Linked DNA regions of Mus musculus: region 1 is linked to region 2. The links are chromatin contacts, called in public Hi-C maps. All regions are on one chromosome and are shown on one strand. The core of a region is the stretch at or near the end of the contact, and the rest is flanking DNA. Distances in the headings are between cores, read along the strand shown. Region 1 overlaps A930006I01Rik (RIKEN cDNA A930006I01 gene). Region 2 overlaps Slc1a2 (solute carrier family 1 (glial high affinity glutamate transporter), member 2).

Evidence for each region. Hi-C and Micro-C count contacts between places; a contact is called where the count stands out from the background.
Region 1: a contact with region 2 is called in a Hi-C map of the G1E-ER4 cell line, with 2.4 times the contacts expected there. The contact joins two enhancer-like sites. A contact is called at or near these places in 20 of 484 Hi-C or Micro-C datasets (the G1E-ER4 cell line, the HPC-7 cell line, LSK cells and 16 more) and 2 of 115 datasets of contacts at active chromatin or transcription factors (astrocytes and pancreatic cancer cells).

What each region holds. Positions count from the first base shown.
Region 1 is chr2:103,359,563-103,365,409 of GRCm38.p6, reverse strand. The region is part of intron 1 of A930006I01Rik (RIKEN cDNA A930006I01 gene); the gene reads left to right. Among named protein-coding and RNA genes, the nearest start is that of A930006I01Rik, 10 kb to the left of the region's middle. Within about 2 kb of position 2,244, at least 6 of the 459 cell types and tissues checked have an H3K27ac peak or open chromatin away from gene starts, as enhancers often do. A contact at or near this core is called in the G1E-ER4 cell line, where this site is marked.
Region 2 is chr2:102,788,495-102,795,311 of GRCm38.p6, reverse strand. Slc1a2 (solute carrier family 1 (glial high affinity glutamate transporter), member 2) reads right to left here. Exons shown (of 11, transcript NM_001077514.4): 11 at 4,528-6,817. Among named protein-coding and RNA genes, the nearest start is that of Gm13872, 45 kb to the right of the region's middle. Within about 2 kb of position 3,486, at least 5 of the 459 cell types and tissues checked have an H3K27ac peak or open chromatin away from gene starts, as enhancers often do. A contact at or near this core is called in the G1E-ER4 cell line, where this site is marked.

The sequences.
Region 1 (5,847 bases), core at 995-3,494, 570 kb before region 2:
TGCTAAATTCAATCATCATTAGGTTTAATTAAAATGCACCGTGCTCAGATGCCATCTTTTCTTTGAGATTACATGCTTATTTGGGGGCCAACTTGGAATTTTGATCATGGAGGTTACTGGGTCTCTGTCTCCTACCCCAAATTTCTCTTGCTGCCTTTACTTGGGAGGGGGTGACACTAGTTAAAACTCGCCCACCTCTGACTTGTAACTTTAGGATTGGTCTTTCCCTGTGGAGACCCAGGGGCCCTGGGTTCCCACATCAGCTGGGCTCATCTCAAACGTCACGGAGAGGTGGCTTGTCCTCTCCCTTCCAGGGAAAGGCTGTGTCACAATGAGCAGCGCTGGGCTTCTCCCAGCTCTTTCTTGGTAGCATAATCTGACGGGTGCTGAACAGGGCTCCCAGCTGCCTTCAGCTGGCCTTTGAGAAGACGTCATGGCCAGTGCAGATCTGAATCAGCCCATTTTCTCCCCCGTGGCACTGTGTGCTTTGGCTACCTGGCCAGAAAGCTGGGCTTATACTTACCTATCATTTTGATGCTATCTTGGGGTGTAACTGGAACTGGGTTCTGGGTGTGGAAATTCTTACTCAGAGCACAAAAGGTTGGAGGGAACTCAGAGGCTGCACCCAGGAAGGGACTCTTCCCTGAGGCCTCTTGGCTAGGTGGCTCTTATTTCTTGGAGCGGTGCTATGGCCAACAGGTGAGTGTTCCTTTGGGGAGTGAGTTCTTGCCTTTTCAGTAGCTATGGGCTATTGTAACTGGTCTTACCTACCATGTCTGCAGTATTCCACCAGTCCACAGATGAATTACCCCAGGGTGGAAGAGTAAAGGCAGAGCTGTCTCTATGGCCCTGTGAGCACTCTGGTCTTCTTTCACTGTTGTACTTGAGATGTGTTCCATATCCCTCAGATGGACTCCCGGCTTCCTGAGCAATGGCAGTTGGATTCCAGATGGATTTGGAGGGTTCAGTCTCCACCCCAGGAGAGGGAGAGATTATGCATGGCTGACTTTGGAAGTCCTGTCATCCACATTTACATATTTGTTCCTTTCCCTGTTTTTTTTCTGGTGTACAGTAATGACTTCATTTTCTCTTTCTCAATTGTATTTGTAGATGAAAGCTCCTTCTGTCACGATAGCAAATGGCATAAGCGTGTTTGCTTTGATATGCGGTTTCTGATATGCAGATGTGAGAAGACACACAAGAACTTCCGTGAATGAACCCACATTCATTCCTTCTTTATCAATGAGATAAAGGTTCTCATCAAGTTGTTACATTGCCTCTTTTGATTTTGCTTTGTGCTATCTACAAAGCACTGGAGCATCTAACCCCGAGGGAACATTGTGGAAGAGGGGGCAGAAAGATTATGAGCCATAGGACCATGTTTGCTATAAGGTTGTGTCTCCTAGCAATGTCAGATGATACACCCATAAAGTCTCACCAATGCGCCTACACAGGAGCTGAACAAGGACAACAACAGATATGCTAATTCAGGCCAGGAAAAGCCCACAAGACCTCAACCCTACACAAAGAACTTCCCACACCTAATGAATGCTGAGGTGGAAGAAATAATCTTCCCTGGGGAAGAACACACCAGTTAGTTATCCAGTATCAAACGATCAGCCCTGAAAACACACATACAAGTAACATTATACAGACCAAGAGGGTTGTATTCAGGATTACACATGTATATACATAAATATTCATGCAATAAAAGTTGATTTAAAAAGAGACTGAATCTGAAAGTGAGCAAGGAGGGGTAAAAGGGGAGGTCTGGAGGGAGGAAAGGAAAGGAGAAATGTAATTATAGTCTCAAAAATAAAAAATTGTATTTTCATTTCAAACTATTGTAATACTTAACACACAGACAAAGGTTGGTTGAGTAAGACTATGTACTCTAAATATCCGTCTTTAAGCCTCACTCTTGCTGGTTCTTTTCATGTTCTTTTCTACCCCTTGACATTAAGTCATTGCAGTATTGCACCGTGTATCTCCAAAAGACAAATATTCTTTAAAAGCAAAACAACAGGAAAACCCTTAGTCTCCATGTATGTCTTTGCTATGGTTTCCATTGCTGTGATGAAACACCATGACCGAAGCTGCTTGGGGAGGAAAGGGTGTATTTGGCTTACACTTCCACACTGTAGTCCATTTTTGAAGGAAGTCAGGATAGGAACTCAGGACAGGAACTAGAGGCAAGAGAGAGCTCATGCATAGGCCACAGAGGAGTGCTGCTTACTGACCTGCTCAGCCTGCTTTTTTATAGAATCCAAGACCAACTACCCTGGGGTGGCACCACCCACAACGTGGGGACCTTCCACATCAATCACTAATTAAGAAAATGCCCCGCAGGACTGCCTACATCCTGATTTTATTGAGGCATTCCCTAAACTGAGGCTCCCTCCCCTCCAGTGACTCTAGCTTGTGTCAAGTTGACATAAAACTAGCGTATCTGTCAACATTGGTGCCTGTGTCTATGTGTGCTCATATGTGTGCACTAGAGTATTGTGGTCAGAGGCTGGCACTGGGTATCCTTGTCAATCATTCATCATTCATCGTTGTTTGTTTTTTTGTTTTTAAAAAAATGGTCTCTCATTGAGCCTGGAATTCATTAACTGGCTGTATTGCCTGGCCAGTGAGCTTTAGAGATCCTCCTGTCTTCACTTCCTGGTTCTGGGGTTCCAGGCATATGACATACCCGACTTTTTACTGTGTGTTGAGAATCCCAAGTCAGATCATCCTGCTGGTGCAGCAAGCACCTTGCCAACTGCACTATTTCCTCAGCCCTGCATCTACTTTTAAAGGAAGAAATTAAGGAAGTTTTTATAGAGATCAAAGAAAAGAACAAAATATATCCCTTCAGTTATAAATTTAACAGACAGCTAACATCTCCTTATCATTTCTGATATGGGTCATCTTGCCATAATCAGAAAAAGAATCACCCTATCATACATAGGCTGGTGAACTCATTTTACTTGACCAACTTAAAGAGGGGCCTTAGTAAAAAATACACTGTAATTTCTCATCACTTGCCACAATGGAGACTTTCATTCTTTGGAATATAATACCATGACTCAGGATGGTGCCCATGGAATGTATTCCCCAGGTCTACTTTGTATAACTTTTCATCTGCTTAGCTGTGGTGTTGGTCAGTTAGTTTTGTTCAGAGCAGTGTGGTCTCCTAGCTTTTTTGACTATGCAATTTTACTAGAAAATAAGTGAGCTCTGCCCATGAATACTGTACTAACCAACTGTATAGTGTTTTATCATGCAGATAAATATGTTCTAAACTAGAAATGGAAAACGATAAGATGAGAAGCACATAGCGGTTTTAATATTATCTTCTTGCCCTACATAGATTTTGTTGTATATGCCTCCAATGCAGAGCTCAGGGGAAGGCTATGGATGTGGGGCTATGACACAGTGCACTGATGGGTGACAAAGCCAGATGACTCAGGCTTAGATGCCAGGTCTGCTAACCCTTAGCTGTGAACTCTCAGGAAGCTCACTTTCTTCTTCAAATCTTTCATTTGTAATGTGAAGATGTTAAGAACATACCAATATGGTAAGGTTCGATCTATAAGCAGAACCTGGTACACAGTAGTCACTTATTAATATGGTCTAGCTAATAATGATGACAATGACAGGCATTCCTAGCAGACTAGCAGTGGTCTGAGTTTTTCTCTCCATGTGCAGAGGGCCACAGTGAAATGCACAGATCGCTACTTCCTTAGGTACTGCCTGAACTCGTGATCATAACGACAGTGAGGGTGTGTGGTAGTTACAGGAATAGTCATGTTGGGTGTGATGAATAGCATGTCACTCAGTTTGTTTTAACTGATGATGATAGTTATGATGATGTTCACACTGGGCATGACGACTATGACAAGACATGGAAGGCTTTTACAGTTCCCGTCTGAGCCACTTTGTCAATACTTCTCTTTCCTAAGAAGCCTTCCCTCAGCCATCCGACAAGTATGCGAGTGGTTCGTCTTGTCTGCCGCCCTCCCCAGTCTCTCTCTATTGATCTCTTCTGTTTGTTTGTTTTCTTTGTTTTTTGTATTTTTTTCTGTAAAGCCTGGTGCTGTGATTGCCTGTAAGTAGGACCAGGAGGTGGGACTAAGATCCCTGTTCAATCAGGGGACTACTCCTCTGCCAGTGGCACTCGATATCATAGGTCAAGGAGCTAGTCTCTCAGGCCATAAGGAACATGGGGAAGAGCACTAGAAACCTAGAGTGCAGCTCCCAGAATGCATCCCTTTTTGGCTTTACTTGCCAGTGGCTCCTGTCTTTGTTGTCTTGAGAGAGGCCGAGCTCTTCTGGTTTTCCAGCCTGGTCTATAGGGCTAGGCTACCTGGCCTGCGCACACTCACCTATGGCTATGAGGAAATCCGGACTCCCCACAGGCCTGGAATCCCAAGAAAGCTGTGGAGGAAAGACTTTCTCTTTTCCAAGATCGGGACAAAGGGTGTTAGCAGTGTGCCGGAGGGTGCTGAAAGGCGTGGCTGAATTAAAATGCAAATGTGCCTAACACTGTATCTTCCATTAACTTTCCAATAACCTTGCTGGCTGGACTTCGTGGAACTATGTTCCACCTTCTCCAGGTGTGGTTCAAATTTAACATTTTAAATAGATCCATAGTCAAAGGTAGATGCCTTGATATTCTAGGCCACATCGACTTGGACAATTAATCTTTTTAGTGATTTAACACAATAAGATTTCACCATCTTTTCTGTATTTCTGTGTAGATCATGTATCTACAGAGGCTATCATGAGACGAGGCACTCAGATGCGAGCGTGCACTCATCTCTTCATGTAGTTCTGCACCCGGGACCTTGCGTGTGTCTCTAAGTTGCTGGGTAAAGCACACTTCATCTCAGCAATCAGGAGGCAGAGGCAAGCAGACAGATCACTTCTGACTTTGAGAACAGCTTGGACTATCCTGTGAGTTCTGGGCCACCCAGATCTATAGGTGAAGAGATATCCTGCCTTAAAAAAAACAAATTGCTGGGTTACAATTTTAGAGTGTGAAGCATGGGATTATGTGCAATGAGTCCTATGGACTTAAAATACTGTCTACGATTTATTCTTCAATATAAAACATAGTTTATGAATTTGAAAGACTTTAAGACCTTATACTTAATTATAAATATTCCTGAATTAAGACCTACTTATCTAACATGAAGACACTTATGACATTACAAACAATTTTGGATGCCTTCCAGATACTTTTTTTTTTTTTCCTAAAGTTTGCTTGTTTTGTTTTGTTTAGGTAGCCAGGGAAGGGCTCCATCCTTGGATGAACAATTGACATAGAGCTTGTTTCTTGAGCAGAAATAAAAACAAAGCTTGGGTTTCTGTCTAGTTGGCAGGATGGAGTTTATACCGATATTAGGCAGCACTATTATTTTGGCTGAGCACATCAGACTGATTGTTTACATTATTGACTATGTCCCTCTTTCAACTCCAACCCCTCATGATAGGATCAAATAAGGACCAGGGATATATCTACCTAATGAAGCAATGATAAAAGTTGTCTTAGTTAGGGTTTCCATTGCTGAGAAGAGACACCATGACCAAGGCAACTCTAGTAGGGACAACATTTAATTGGGACTGACTTACAGGTTCAGAGGTTCAGTCCATCATCATAGCAGAAAGCATGGCAGCATCCAGGCAGACCTGGTGCTGGAGAAGGATCTAAGAGTTCTACATCTTGATCTGAAAGCAGTGAAAAGACTGTCTCATAGGTAGCTAGTTAGAAGGGGGTTCTCATTGCACACTCCAACAGTGACACACTTCCTCTAACAAGGCCGTACCTCCTAATAGTGTCACTTCCCATGGGCCAAGCAT
Region 2 (6,817 bases), core at 2,237-4,736:
GATGAAACCTTGCTGAAGCTCCCCAGAGATAGCTGAGCATTGTCTTAGATGGCTCTGCTCTTCAGTGCGCAGAGCCTCACTTCCTCTTCACAATCATTGTGCTTAGGAGATAGCTACAGGTTCATGCTTCAGGGGCAGCCACTCCACAGTGCTTCCTCTTCAAGGCCACTGTCCTTTATGACATACCATCCTCTATCCTCAGGCAGTAAGACTACAATAAGCCTAGTGGTTGTGCTTTGGAAAAATCCCAACAGACACACTGATGGCATCAGCAAGTGGGGCCTTTGGAAAGTGGTCAAGAGGTCAGAACCCTCAAATGAGATCAGTCCCTTGTTAAAGGGACTCCAGGGATGTCTCTTGCCCTCTGTCTTCCATATAAAGACACAAAAGAGGACAACAGCTTTCAAGCCCGACAGGTGTCCTTCCCAGAACCCATGTTGTCCCCTGGGATCAGATGTCCAGCCTCTAGAAAGATAAGAAGCAATTTTCTGTAGTTTCTAAATGCCTAGTTTGTAGTACTTTGTTGGAATGTAGCTGAAGGAGCTATGGGCGGTTCTTGGGCAGAATCTTTTGTGACTTTGTCTGGAATGGCATTTCATAAGACAGTGAACAGCAGAGCCATGAGGCTTTATGCATTTAACTCAGTAAAGACATCAAGGATCAAGAAGGGCCTGTCTAGCTAGCTATTATCGAGAGAGAGAGAGAGAGAGAGAGAGAGAGAGAGAGAGAGAGAGAGAGAGAGAGAGAGAGAGGAGAGAGGAGAGAGAGAGAGAGAGAGAGAGAGAGAGAGAGAGAGAGAGAGAGAGAGAGAGAGAGAGAGAGAGAGAGATAGTTTATGAATAGATGAGAATGAAGAGGAGAGCCAGGCTCACACAATTCTTCATGAATATCATCTGTGTTCTGTGCAGTCCGAGGAAAGAGAGTCTCTGCTTTTAAACTTAAGTCCCCTCCTGTTAATGTCTTTGCACGCCTTGGTGTCTCTGCTGAGACTCTGACTCCCTAAAGCAGGCAACAGTGTTTAGATTGCTAGGTTCATTAAGGGTGGCCCACACTGAGGAGGTTATGGAGAGTCTGAACAAGAGCTCGTCAGCTACACATACATATGCATCATCATCATCATCACCACTGTTATTGGTAAGTCTCAGAGTGCATCCACTCTGTCCTGGGGATACACACAGGAAATACAGACAGATGTTCACATCAGCTTCATTTTATTTGAAGAAACACCTAGAAATGTGGCAAGTGAAGTCAAGTAGCAAAATGCAGCATATTCACATGTCCTCATATTACCATTTTATCATATTACAAGTGCCAGCTATGGATGGACTGAGAAACACTGTGCCGAGCAGAGGGGGAAAAGGAGTGCATGTGACTACATGTGTTCTCAGTTCTTTCTTTTTTTTTTTTTATAAGCTTCCAAAGCTACTTTAGGAGTTTAGGTTTGGTCACTGGGGCGTGCTTTTAAGGGAGATTGTGAGAGAGCCTGCCTCTTCCTCTTCTCATCCCAGTCATGAAGTTCTCTCTCTCTCTCTCTCTCTCTCTCTTTCTCTTCTCTCTCTCTCCTCTCTCCTCTCCTCTCCCCTCTCCCTACTCTTCCTCCTCTCTTCCCACCTTTCCTCCCTCCCGCCTCTCATGTGTACATGGCCAGAGATCAATATCAAGTGTCATGTTTTATGTTTCTCTTCCTTATTGTTCAAGACAGGGTTTCTCGTTGAACCTGGAGCTCACTACTTGTCAGTTAGACTGACTTGCAAATGAGTGCCAGGAGTCTTCCTGTCTCTACAGCTGCAGAAGTGGAATTCCAGGTATATGACATTAAGCTTTGTTCTCTATGAAGCTGCTGGGGATCCAAGCTCAGGGCCTCATGCTTGTATGCAAGTATTTTACCTACTGAACCGTCTCTCTAAACGCAAACTATTGATTAAGAAGCAGAGTATGGGTCAGGAGGATACAGGGTAAAAAAAGAGTCATATAGGTTTGCATTCCATGTAGCATTATGGCTCAGATTTAGGGGACATTTATCTTATTGTAATGTGAAGCTATACACCATGCATATGTGCTTGTGAGTATTCGTACATGCGCGAGCGCACACACATACACACACACACACACTTTAGTTTACCTTCGTTTACCTAGATGAAAGCCTTTAAATTTCAATGTTAAAAGCTGGGAGAGTTTCTAATTTAAACCAGGTGTTTCAAGTGTGCCAAAGAGTTGACCTATTGAAGTTGGTTTGGAATGTCCCCCTAAAGGCCCATGTGTTCAAGGCTTGGAAATAATGGGAACCAGTGGAAACTTTGAGGCACGGATCTGCTAAGAGCCCTTCTGGCACTTGGTATGCCCTGAAGGTGAATGTGGCAGCCTGCCTCTTCCCCGTTCTCTCTTTCTCAACCTAGTCGTAAAGTCTGGAGCTTTAAGCTCCATCAGGTGCTTCCTACCCTGTTGTGCTTCACTGGCACAGGCCGCAAAGCAAAAGCACCAATAAGCCTTGGCCTCCAAACCCGAGCCAAAGAAACCTCTTCTCTTTGTAAGTAGATTTCTAGAGGGCATTTCCTCCTGTAACGGAAACTAACAGTCGTGTTTACAGAAATCTTCAGAGTCCTAACTTCCGGTCTACAGTTGGTCCTTCTATATTCACTCCAGATTAGACTTTCTTCTTCTTTCCTTGCTTCTTCGTCATTAACAAAGCAACACTTGGCTCACACAAATTGATAGATTCTCACCTATGATCCAGGAGTGATGGATTCTTGGCTTCACTCTAGTCTCTCCTAGTCTGTGCCATCCTTTGGAGAACTGGCTGACACTGGCTTACTTATGTCTATTCTAAGTGTGAAACATTCACTTGGACTCTGATTTTGGCTGCTTGCCATCTTAAAAGAAAAAATGGCAACTGAGTAGCATGTAGCATGTTTTCTGAAATTGAGATTTTGGTGCCATTTTTACTGTGGATGAGATGCAGACTTAACTCCAAGGGACGAAAGTATCAAATGAAGTGTTCATTTTCACCAACAATCTAAGCAAATTGTTGTCATTCGTGACAAGAGACATGCTGTGTCGCATCTATGGATGTTGCTCATTCAGTATCAGATATGCACTTCTTTCCTCTCTCCAGAATGGAAAGGAACTAATGCATCCCATCGATCAGTGGGTGCCCTGCACTGTGAAATGTGAGCCTGTCACATCTGGGTGGACTTAAATTGCTTAAGCCTCTCACCATGTCTGTGGTGATCATCCCATTGAAGGCTGTGAATTTAATTTCTCTAACATGACCTTTTAATGTCTGCCATGCTATTCCTCAGGTATAATTGTTCTAATTCTCTTAAAAGGCTAAAAAATTGCTGTGCTAGAATACTAAGAAATGGTTTGACTGTCTTTTATGAACTGTTTAAGAAATTCAAGGGAAAATTTCATTTCCCTTTTCTTACCATACACTTGATGAGGTTGTACTTCCTTGCCCCACAGACAGAGCAATGCTTTGGCCATTGAACCATAAGCAGACTCGAGGTAGCTAGCATTCGGGAGGGATTGCTGAGGCTGAGTACAGATTCTGCTGTGTTTCTTTTAACCTGCATTGATAAACATAGAGACAGTCTCCACCATACTTTCTCTTGTGGTTTGTATGTAGATCTCTCCTACCCACAAAGGTTAATGTGCTAAAAGCTTGGTCCTAAGTGTGCAAATGTTGATAAGTTTAGGTCCTTTCAGAGGTTGGATATAGTGAGAGATGACTAGGTCACTCAGGCTCTCTTACTCCAAAGAGATTAGCATCTGCTTCGCGGGAGTGGGTAAGGTCTCATAACTTGACTTTGGAAATGGGTTGTAATTGCTCAGCCTTGTGTTTATCTTCTTCTAACCACCACACTGGCCACTCTTGTATGATTTCTTCCATGTGATGTTACCTACCTGCTACGACATCACGAGGCACATGCTGACCATGGCCGCCTGAACTCAGACATTTCAACCTCCTAGAAAATGGCCCCAAATATACCTCACTTTTTTTTTTTTTCGAGACAGGGTTTCTCTGTATAGCCCTGGCTGTCCTGGAACTCACTTTGTAGACCAGGCTGGCCTCAAACTCAGAAATCCACCTGCCTCTGCCTCCCGAGTGCTGGGATTAAAGGCGTGCGCCACCATGCCCGGCTATACCTCACTTTCTCACAGTGTTCCTCTCAGGGGTTTGAGAGATGCCCCCCAGTGTGGATTAAGTAAGACATTCCCCGGATGAGGGTAGAAAGGAATAGTGTTTCTAGCTAAATGGGGATTAATATGCCACCTAGATAAGAAATGAACAGGGGTTTTGGAAGCCTCCTTAGCATGGCTGGTTCACAGATGAACCATCATAACACACATCCTGTTAGATTTGCTTCATTAGCTGTGACTTTACTGCATACTGTACTGAGGTTTTCCAGAAAGTGTTTATTTGAAGTATCATAGACTTCCGTCCATAACTTCTTCCACAAATACCACTAAAGATATAACTAACACTCTGTAACTAATAAACTTCAATGAAAGTGAATAGGCGACTACAAAGAGAAATTGCAATCTACATTTATTGATGAGAGAGATATATATACACAGTAGTTAAAACACTTAGTGAAAGATTGAATTCACAGGTTATTTCCATCATATGAAGAATATCCAGTTATTTTACACATGAAATGTTACAGTCATGAGTCTACATCACAAGGAAAGCTAAAGACGAACACAGGAGATCTCAACTACCCAAGGTGTGCTTTGCCAACAAGGCATTTCCTAGTACCATATATAAGAAACAGCCCCCAAATTAGTCTCTTTGCATTCATTAGTCTTTAAATACCATGTGCTATAGACGCACTATGCTACATGACACCAGACCAACGGGGACTGTGAGCGGAAGGGAAAACATTAATCTGATCTTTCATTCAAAAATAATCCTGCCTAAAGTCTCCTTCCCTTCTGTACTTTTTTTTTTTTCATCCATAATTTGAAGGGCACAGTCACCATATCCCCTCACTCCACACATCTGGGGAAGCCCCTGAAAATGAGTGTGCTTGCTTCACCTCTCAATGATCTGTGAGGAAAGGGAGGGGTACTCTCGAGCACATTGCTGTTTCTTCTGTCTTTGTGGGGAAGAGAGGGGTTACAGGAACTACAAAGTATGGTATTTAGTGAGAATGCAGTTCGCAAAATCACATCTAATTGCCATTGTTAATCTCATCTCCACCTACTCCACACAGGCAAGCAGAGCAGGCTGAGTAGAGGAGATCAGCCTCCTGTCACATACTCAAGATCAGTCCATCAAAGGTTGGTCCTCTGCCAATGCCAAGGTTGACCACTGGCCTTTGCTGGTCCTCAACCATTGCTGGCCCCTGGCTGTTGCTGGCCCTGAGCCTTCGTGTGCTTCTAGTACTCTGTTGTTCTCTCACAGGTGTGCAATTTGCTGCCAGAACTGTGCTTTCGGGGGAGGCTCAGGCTCACCTGCATGACTACTAATCAATAAAAACATTCTTGTACTCCAACTCGGGAAGTCAAAGGTAACAAGGTTCTTCAGGCCATGATGTTTAGGCCATGATGAAGGTCACCATCAAGTGAAGATCTGACAACCAGAGAGGTTGACCCTTCCCCCAGAAGACATGATTTGAGTATGAAGAGGAGATGGACTTTTTGATTTTTTTTTCTGTCTCTTTAAGCCCAGTCCACCAGTGAGGGAGGAGAGACGAGTGTCTTCATTCTAAACCTCCCTCAGACTTGGTAACCACAAGTTCCACTGGTGCACTGAGTGGGAATGATGCAGGCGTAGGCTGATATTTCACTGAGTAACAGGAAACACATTCACCCCCATTCCTCCTCGGGGCTGTATTTACAAAGGTGCTGGACTCAGAGATTTGCAAACAATCATGAGTACAGGGGTTTCATAGGTTAAGTTCTTCACTCAGGTCACATTGAGAACGAGAAATAACTCTTAGACGACACCTAAGACTGCAAAGGAAGGTTTCCAAACGGCAACCGACATATCTACTGCATTTAGATAAACAGCCAAGAAAAACAGTTACATTAAATTACGTCTATACATTGTTTCACTGAAATTACACACAAATACCTACATGATAGCTACACAAAGTGCATAGGCACTGTCTTCATGCGTGAACCAAGTATCAGCGTGTACACACAAGAAACTCATGCTCTGATAGCTAGCGGTGAAAACAGATACAATCGTAGCCAGTTGAGGGCACAGCTAATCTGTTCGCTTAATGAGGAGCGGGTTTGAATACATCCTACTATGTCATCTATGTAACAGGCTATTCTTTCAAACACAGTAAAATACCAGTCCTCCCACCATTGCAGAGTGTGTGTTCGGTGGAGAAAAGACACCTTGTGTTTTCCGTGGCTACTGGTTTACCTTGTGGGAAGGTTACATAAGTTTGTTGCCTACCTGAGGATAAAGTATTTGAGTTTATGCTAAATAATCTCAGTATGCCTCTAACTCCCAGCTCTGCCCCGCCCCCAGGGATACAGCATGGATTCTGAATGGGTACTAAAAATATGTTGTCTTTCATTTCTTCTTAAAAATATATGTTCAATTCATATAACAATGTGAGGTTTTGCTATCATTTTGCTTGGCAAGACTTAAAACTGCACCAAACCTGTCCTGAATTCTTTTCTTCCTAACCATCCTCAGTCTTTGCTACTCTGTTTCATTAGGGCCAATTTTCACATAAACATCTAGAAATGCATGGGAGATTCTGATAGAGAAGCGGTCCCGCTATTAGCACCGGCCTTTATTCTTCTTATAGAAAAATAAAATTAGAAAGGTCCATTGGGCAAACAAGAACTGGTG